Linked DNA regions of Mus musculus: region 2 is linked to region 1. Evidence: chromatin contacts called from public Hi-C data. All regions are on one chromosome and are shown on one strand. Each heading gives the region's core, a stretch centred on a gene start, on an enhancer-like site or on the middle of the called end of the contact. The rest is flanking DNA. Distances are from core to core; before and after follow the strand shown. Region 1 holds the start of Lef1 (lymphoid enhancer binding factor 1). Region 2 overlaps Lef1 (lymphoid enhancer binding factor 1).

Region 1 (4,474 bases), core at 1,594-4,093:
TGACAGTCTCCTAAGCATGGCTTTTCTCCTCAGACTACAAAACCGTAGAAATGTGAGGTGGATTGAAATGTGTAAACTACTCCAGTAGAAAGAAAGAGGCTACTCTACAGTCTGGTCAAGAATGAAACAAACAAAAATAAAAAACCACCAGAGTTTAGATGGTATTTCAATCCCTCGTCCGGAGACCCTTTTTACCTGACTTTTAATGCATTCTCGCCCCCTTCCTCTATTTTTTTTTGGGGGGGGGTAGGACTTTGGGACTAGAGAGGGTCCTTATATTTTGGAATCAGCCCCCCAGCCTTCCCAGATGCGTACTCACCCCTGCCATCGGGACAGAGAAGGTAACTCTGAGGTGTTCTTAAAAGCACTCTTTAAACCCAAAATGTCCCCGCCCCCGAAACCACCCTTTCTTTGGGTTGGGGGTGGGGGCAGAAAGTTGCCATTTAAGGAAAAGGCTATACTCTCCAAGTTTCTCTGGAAGGAAAAAACGTTGGGCACATCATTTGGGTATCAGAACTTTTCTACTGGATGCCCCCGTGAGGTTTCCTCAGCTGCTGAGACAGAGTGGCCGCTAAGGTGTGGGCTGTGGGGATCTACGCCCATCCGATGCTCGCGCGCGGCCGGGCTCCCCGCTCCCTCGCGCCGGCACCCACGTGTCTCTATTTACTCTACTCGGGTTACCAGCGCCGTCGCCTTCAGCTGGCCCGGAGATCTGATAAAGCGCGTCCCTCCTCCCTAGCCGCCGCCCGGCTTCCGCCGAGGGCTCGCCTTTCTTCTGCAGAGATCCAGGGCCTGATCCCAACCCAGCCTAACCCCAAATAAACGCTTTTCTTTCCACTTTAAACGCCGGGGTTGCGGGCGGAAGGACTGCGGTATCGGTGCCGTTGGCTGGCTCGGATCGGCTCGCCCACGGCTCCCGGCAGCAGCCTCTCCTGCTGTGGGGACCCGGCCCCGCAACGCCCCCGCAGTTAGGGCGCGCGCCCCGGCTCCACGGCGGTTGGGACGGCCCCTTCTGCGAGGCCCACGCCCGCCTCTCCTTCCTCCCGCCTGGGGCTTCGCTCCTTGGAGCCCTCGGTGGTTTAACGCACTTCTGTGCACTGTACCGAGAGAGCTAGCGGATGCACTTTGTTTTCCACCCCATGATAGACTTCACAGTTGTGTTTAGACATCCCTGTTTTAATGCACCGCGTCCCTCAGAGCCACCGAAACGTCGGAGGACGAAACCGGTCCGGTATAGGCCAGCGTTTCCTGCCCATTTGCCACCGTTTAGCCATAGAAACACTTGGGATAAATTTCCCTGCCCGCTGCTCACACACGTGCGCACCATGGACTAGGGGCCGTTATTCCCCACCCAGCCCGCGAGGGACCAGGGCTCAATGGCCACCGTGGTCGCGCACCCTGCTTGCTTCCCCTCCGCTTCCCCGGGACCCGCCACGCCTCTCCGGACAGCTGCCCACTCACCTCATGCCCGTTGCTGGCTGGGATGATTTCGGACTCGTTAACCAAAGATGACTTGATGTCGGCTAAGTCGCCCTCCTCTTCGGGATGACTGATCTCGGCGAAGATCTTCTCCTTCTGGGGATCGCCTTCGTCCTTGAAGGGGATCATCTCATCGGTGGCGCAGAGTTCCGGGTCCCCCCCGCCGCCTCCTCCGGAAAGTTGGGGCATCCCGGCGGCTGTGTAATCTCCGCTCCGCTGCGGGAGCACTCCGAGACAGCAAGAAGGGAGGGTCGATGTGAGGTGGGGGAGTTGGAAGACTGAGTGCGGGAGGACTGTGAATGGAAGCCGGGTGGGCAAGCGAGGGGCCCACGGCTGGAGCAGCTGCAGGAGCCTCTGCGATTGCCGCGCTTTCCCACTTAGAAGGACGCCGGCGCCCGGCCCTGGGGCGAAGGGCACCAGACTGCGAGGGCGGCAGCCGCCGGCGCCTCTGAGAGCGTCTACGCCGCTCCGCGTGCACTAGGCTAGGCTGCCAGGGCTGGGTGGCCACCCCACGCCGCACTCGTTGCTGGGGTCTGTGCTTCGAGGACACCGGTTCCGGAGGGGACACGACTTGCCAAAGTGCAAACGAGGGTCCCGTGGTGCGTCACCGTGCAAAACCTCTCCACGGATTCCTCGGATGCTGATTTCGGTGATTTGGGGTTTTGTTTTGTTTTGTTTTTGAGAAGAGGAGAGCTGGGCCAAGAGGCTCCCTTTGCCCCAGCGGAGGTACGAGAAGAATCAGAAAATACCGAAAAGTCCACTTCCTTCAGAGTAAACAATAAAGAGCCACCGGGCTGCAGACGTCCGCGTTAGAGCTTCTTTCCTTCCCTTTCGCTTCGGTTTTCCTTCTGGAGGAGCATTTAATCTGCTGGAGGGGGAGGGGCGGAGGAGGAGGGGAGAAAAAGAGAAGTTTGCCAAGAATAAAGTTTGTGATGATGAGCGCTGGGAATCGGCGGTGGCTGGCACGGCGGAGTCTTGGGGAGTCACAGCAGGAGCTTCGGGCCCAAATGTTCCAGCCCGCAGCTCGGGCCGATACACACACTTACACACACACACACACACACACACACACACACACACTCGAGCCCGATCCCTCTTTGTTCCCGGCTCGAGTTTCTGCCTGGCTCGCCTCTCTCCCCGCCTCCCCTCGGTCAAAGCAAAGAGCTGCCGGTGGCCCCTCGGCTCCTCCGGGCAGACCGGCCGGGGAACACCCGGAGCGTAGCCGCTTGCAAGGCTCCGGGAATGTCCGAATGCCAGGGCCCACGAAAGCGCAGCCCGGTCCCTCCGGTGCGCGCTGCCCCGCAGGTGAGCGGTTGCGCCTTCCCACCGCTTCTCCTCGCCGCGCCTAGCCGGCGCTGCAAAGCTATTCACTTGCGTCGCTTCTCCTCCCCCGCCCCTCCCCCGCCTCCTGCTCTCCTTGGCTGCCTGCTGGAGGGGTGGGGAGGAGGGAGTCTGTTAGGAGGAGGAGGAGATCCAGGTTCTCTCCCCCCCCCCCCAGCCCTAGTTCATTTCCTAGCACCCAAAGGACGAGTCATACTTGGGGGGGGGGGGCGCCGTGGGGGTGCGTATGTGTTTGCGCCCGCCTGTTCATGCCTGGGGGGGGGGGGACGACACCATACAACCTGAAGATAGACTGGGTGCTGTGTGTAACCCAACCCCAAAGAACAGTGTGGCCCACGTGAAAATTGACGAGAAACTACGGGAATGGCTTAACTTCATCATCTGAGCATCTCTTCTTCTCTTGCCGACCCCACCCCACCCCGCCCCCGGCGCCTCACTTCTAGTCCTTTGCCAGTCTTTCTTCAACCTCCTTCCCGCCGCCCACTCTAGCCCCCTCACTCAGGCAAGGGGAGGAAGATGAAAGAGAAAGCCGCTGGCGCTGTGGTCGACACCACATTGATAGATGCTCTGACAGAGGGAATAAGGCGAGAATTAGGGACTAGGGGAAGGAAAAGGAGAAAATGTAACACATTGCTCACCTAACCAGAGAGAAGAGATTCAGCAAAGGCAAACAGAAGAGTTGTGACTCTACTAACCGTGAATCACACACACTTCGGAGACAAGGGCACACCACCCTAGCGAAAATAAAATCTCCAGGCTTACCAGGGGGGAAGGATCAGTAAGAAGGGTGTGGATGAAGACTGAGCCTTAAATATCGCTTCTACGCTATCACATTCATTGTGCCTTTATCACCGAATGAACGTGGGTTTTTGGAGATTCTCGACTCAGCGTGTAGAGACCTCGTAGAAAAAGGAAAATACATCCCAAAAGGAGGGAGAAGAACAACCTAGGAGAGGCAGGCAGCACTGGGCAGTTGCTGACATCCTGGAGACTCCGCTGAAAGGGACCTTTAAAGGATGGATGTAAATACGAATCAAACCTCAAAAATTCTCCGGTTCCCACTGTCTCCTTGGTGCATTTTGGACAGGACTTTTAAGGGCGACGCTTTGTGAAAGTCACTGTGTAAGTGGGGCTTAAGTTTGGAAACACATTGTCTTTTAGCTCTCAACCCCTCCCCTCAAGTCAAATATTCAGGCAAAATCATTAGACCAGTGAGGCAGCCATCTGTAGAACCTGGGAGCAGTAAACAGGAAGAATTGTATCTCCATCTTACTTAAATGGAAAATAAGACTCCAACGAATCGTGTGTTGGTTTCATTACATAAGAACGCTTAGGACAAGAGCTCTCTTTTAAAGGTGAAAGTGTGGGCTATTGGGCATTGTAGACTTTAACAGTTCTTTAAGTCAGCATTTAAAACTTTGCTTACTGATAACTACCAGTTTGGGAGCTGGCTAGGAGGTGGATATATATATATATATATATATATATATATATATATATATATGTTTGAAATATATGTATAGTTTGGTTTGCTGCATAGGACGTGGTTGGTCATATGTAATCTGATAGATTTAGGTACAACAAGGGGCTGGTGAAAGAAGTCAGAATAACAAAAACTTTTCTTTAAAAATTAAATAATTGTCAAGACTATACC
Region 2 (4,510 bases), core at 579-3,078, 49 kb before region 1:
CCCGCTCCCTCCACTCCTGACACTATTAACCCCCTTAATTACATTAGAAGGAATCTGCAGTGAGATCTTACACATAATTAGGGTTGACTGCTGTGTGTTTTCCATTTTCTATCTGCAGCCGAGAATACAGGATGGGAACCAGGCCAACTGTGGAATTCGGCAGAGGCTCTTCCCGGTCCCAGGTTTAGCATACAGACTTGGGTGTCTAAAATCTTGACATTTCTATCTGTGTATTCCGGCTTGTTAACAAAGGGACTTGGCAGACAGAGGGGCAACTTGTTAGATCTGTTTGTCTCCATCTACGCAGCCTTTAGGTACATCTGCCCAAACACCTGTGTGGATGAACCAATTAAATCCAAAGCAGGAGTGAGACCATGCAGGAGGCACTGGCATCGGAGCGCCTTGGGCAACTCTTCTGGCTCCATTTGTCTCTGTTGTTAACAGGTGAAAAGCGGTGACTGGCCAAGGGCTGGATTGTCTACGGAGGCTTCTGAAACTCTAGAGGGACAGCCTGTCTACCAGGACAGCAAAGATGAGTTGCATGTCCCCTTTGCCAGAACTGTAAGGCCAGTGCTGCCATCACCAGCAGGGTGGCCACCGGAGAGTCACTCCGTTACTGTTTTCCTTCGTTTGGACAATAGGAGCGAGACCTGGGGGGGCCCAGAGGACTTAGTGGAGGGCACATGTTAATACGGACAAACCCCTTACAACGCTGTGCCGTCAGCATTCACGTAAAGGCAGGTATGTAAAGTGCCAAGACCCGGGGGCAGCAACCACCAGAAGCCGCAACCATCCTGAACTGGTACACACTTTAATCTAGAGACCAAAACTCAAACATTCAAAGCGTTTGAAGACATTCTCCGCTGTTACAAAACCATGACTTCCTGTTTTACATACAAGATTTTGAAAAACCAGGGAAGTCCTGTTTTGTTTTGTTTTGTTTTGTTTTTCCCTTTTCTTTTTTTGCTTTCTTATCCCCACCAAGTCTCAGGCCCTTGGCTGAGATGGGGGCAGGTACCATAGTTCTCAAGCCCCGTAATTAAACAGGAAGCCACCAATGGTCAACACCACTCCATTGAGATTCACTGGAGCTTCACCAATACAAATTACTTCCCACCAGTCCTTTCAAGCAATTATCACTTTTAAAGGCTGGAGGGGGAGGGGTGTGAAAGGGAAAGTAATGAGGATTCCCAAGGACAAGGTTCTCCCTTTCCAAAACTTCTCCTCAGCTTGCTGGCAGCTCCTACTGAGGCGGAGAAGAAGAGAAGGATGTAGCTCTAACCAGTTGTCCAGGTAGAAAATTAACAACTGCCAAACAATACTTTGTGTTGTGTGTGTGTGTGTGCCTGTGTATGTGTGCATGTGTGAGTGTGTAAATGTGTGTGCATGTGGATCTGAGTATATGTGTGAGTGTGAGTATGTGTTATGTATGAGTGAATGTGTTTGTGTGTGTATGTCTGTTGTTGATCCTAGGTAGTACAGAGATGGAAACTGCTCAGCATCGAAGTCCTTACCTCTGAGCACTTTCACTTTCTAAAAGTAATGCCTCAAGTGAGTTTATTCTGATTCCTCTGAAGCTGAAGTCTCCTTTAAGTACCATATATACTCCAGGCACTCACAGTCTCCACAATGGAACAGCGTTGGTTTGCCGCCTATGGTACAACTGCCTGTCTGTTCCTAAAAGACTGCTAAAAAGGATAATTGTCTTCGAGATGGAACTTGTGTCGAAAGGAACGACACAAATGCCATTTCCTCAACCTCCTGATTCAGTGCTCAGCCTTTGGCAACTGTCACCGGCGGCACCCCCTGCAGGGGCCTTGCTGCAGACCTTGTGTGACTGGCTTCCTCTGGAACCCTTGCCTACCAGCTTAAACTCTGCTTCTTCAGCTGTAAAAGGAGACGATTGTGTGTCGGTTACTGCAGGAAGTACTAGAGACAATAAACTCGTAAGCCAGGTTTAGTGGTTCACGCCATTAATCCTAGCACTTGGGAGCAGAGACAGGTGGGATTCTGTGAGTTCAAGGCCAGCCTGGTCATCATAGTGAGTTTCAGGTCAGTTGGTGCTATTGAGTGAGGCTGTTTCTAAATAAGCAAGCGCATAAATAAAGCAATAAATGCAAAAAACAGAATACTTATAACATTCACAACCCTTAGTCGCTGCTCGGTAACGACACGGCTATCTGCACCGGTGAGTTTTTACTGTCAACTCGACACAAACTATAGTCACCCGGGAAGATGGGATCTCAATCAAGGTTCTCAATCAAGAAATTGCTTCCATCAGATTGGCTGTGGGCGTGTCTCTGTCTCCTGGAGCATTTTCTTGATTAGTGATTGAAGTGGGAAGGCCCAGTCCATTGTGGGTGGTGCCATCCCCTTTGCAAGTGGTAGTCCTGTGTTGCATAAGAAAGCCAACTGAGCAAACCATGGAGAGCAAGCCAGCAGTGTTCCCTCATGGTTTCTGTTTTTGTTTCTTCCTTGAGCTCCCAGCTCCCTTCAATAATGGACCCTATCTGGTAAAAATATAATATAAACCCTTTCCTCCCTGAGCTGGATTTAGTCAATGTTTTATCCCAGCCACAGGAACAAGTCAGGACAATCCTTTGTATTACTGACCACTTGGATGGGTGCTACCATCAGAGCATCTTTGAGATTTGTCCAGACTCTGGGTAGCAATTTGCTTTATGTTGTTTCAATGAATTTGAAAGGCGATCAGCTTCATGAGAAAGATAGTACTTCTTCATGGAGAAAGATGGCCCTAACAACCAGGTCAAATTAGGACCAGCAGCCTTCCTGAGGTACTTTAGAATCTAAGAGATAATCAACTCCCCTCCCACACCCCCAAAGGGACCAGCAGAACTTGAGAACCAGAAGTGACAGTGACCTGAGCCAAGCCCTATAAAAGTCAACGAGGAACCTTCTGAGATGTGTCAGGTCAATGAGATATCAATGAGATATCCACCTCTGCCTTCAGTTCCCCCATTTTCCTCCTGAATGTGTCTAAAGCTGTGTAATTCCTAACGGTTTACACACATTTATCTTGCTTCCCACAGGCTGGTATTTGAGAACAACAATTGCTGCTTGCTGAGTATTTCAGAGACTCGGCCATAGACGACTCAGGTGGCTTAGTCACAGAGCATCAAGCAGGCCAGCTGCAGTCTTGGGGGACAGGGGATGGAGGGGAAAGCAAGAGGTGGCTGGTTCACCCCTTCCTCTGTTCCCAGAGACTCAGCCCCAACTGTTCTCTGTTCTTGACTAACAGCTGGGAGAAGGGAGAAAGGATGCAGGGAGGACCATGGGGCAAGCAAGCAAGATGCAGCTGGCATTCAAGAAAGATACTGCCGGACAAGAAAAGTATAAAGTGGGCTTAGGCCTGGTGCCTCACCGAGTTTTCAAATCACATTAATCTGTGCTCTGGTGTTTTGATAGAGACAGATGGGACCCATGTGGCGATGGCAAGAGGTGTGGCTACTGGGGAGGAAAGCCACACGGGCCCCAGCGTGACAAGCCTGTACACAAAGAAAATGGATTGGCGAGGGAGTGAGGGGCAAAGCCAGGGCGCCCATCCTGCCACAACCACACAGCCTGCAGGCAGGCTCACCCCAAACATCCTGTTTTGCCACACAATGCAGGCACCCCAAACCCAAGACTGCTTCCAGGGCTGACAAAATACCAAACATCCTCTAGTACGCTCTTGAGAACTTTCTGGTACTTTTTCAAAGGGTCAAACAAGGTGACTGTGACCCTGTGGGCAGAGAAGGGCAGGGCAGGGTCAGGGTGGGGGCAAGAGGCTGGTGGGGGCAGGAAGCTCTGCACAATGACACATGAACCCGAATGTCACCAGGCATTCACCAGGAACAATCACAGAGTCAAACCCAGAAAGATCCAAGTCCATTTCTGTTCTATTTTCAGCTCTCAAAATCTAGCTCTGGACCCTAAACTCATTTTTAACAAAGTAAAATAAAATTCCCACTCTGAAGACTAAGAATGAAAGACAGCATGCAAGTTAAAAGCAATCTGAGGTTCTCTTTTTCTCTCTTAGTAGAAAATAAGGGGAGAACCTGGCAGCAGAGGTGGCTTTGGGGCCTGGATTGGGACCTGAAGAGCTAAGCGGACAGGGGGACCAGGAGAGACCCAGCTGACAGAACCCAGGATGAGTAAAAGGGCCCAAAGAGGCCATGTCCACTTTATATAGCACATTTGAGCTTAGTGTCCTGACTGAGCTCCACTATGGCTGCACATTAAATAAATAAATAAATAAATAAATAAATAAATAAATATCAAGCAGCAACAACAAAAACAAAAAACCTTCTAACTTGAACACACACACACACACAAAACCCCTCTAACTTGTACACTCCCTGCTGAGTTCCAGGAATCTTAGCTCAGTGAGCACTGTGGAGCTGTGGTAGACTCTGGGGAAAGAACAGCCTGGGGCTGAGCCCTCGGCTTTGCTTCGGGGCTGGGGGGTGGTGGCTGTGTTGCCCAAAGCTATGATCACCTCTCCTTGGCT

What was found. A called contact is a pair of places that touch in the nucleus more often than the background predicts.
Region 2: a contact with region 1 is called in a Hi-C map of regulatory T cells, with 2.6 times the contacts expected there. The contact joins the enhancer-like site here to the promoter of Lef1 in region 1. A contact is called at or near these places in 6 of 39 promoter capture datasets (the C10 cell line, embryonic stem cells, liver and 2 more), 2 of 15 datasets of contacts at CTCF or cohesin (CD8 T cells and the NIH/3T3 cell line), 42 of 484 Hi-C or Micro-C datasets (CD4 T cells, CD4 single positive thymocytes, CD8 T cells and 22 more), 18 of 115 datasets of contacts at active chromatin or transcription factors (the 230-238 cell line, CD4 single positive thymocytes, CD8 T cells and 9 more) and 3 of 9 other capture datasets (adipose tissue, liver and pancreatic islet).

Annotation. Positions count from the first base shown.
Region 1 is chr3:131,108,666-131,113,139 of GRCm38.p6, reverse strand. Lef1 (lymphoid enhancer binding factor 1) reads right to left here and starts at 2,843. Exons shown (of 12, transcript NM_010703.4): 1 at 1,462-2,843. The coding sequence starts at 1,668.
Region 2 is chr3:131,156,704-131,161,213 of GRCm38.p6, reverse strand. The region is part of intron 3 of Lef1 (lymphoid enhancer binding factor 1); the gene reads right to left. Among named protein-coding and RNA genes, the nearest start is that of Lef1, 49 kb to the right of the region's middle. Within about 2 kb of position 1,828, at least 22 of the 459 cell types and tissues checked have an H3K27ac peak or open chromatin away from gene starts, as enhancers often do. A contact at or near this core is called in CD4 single positive thymocytes, Th1 cells, Th17 cells and 4 more, where this site is marked.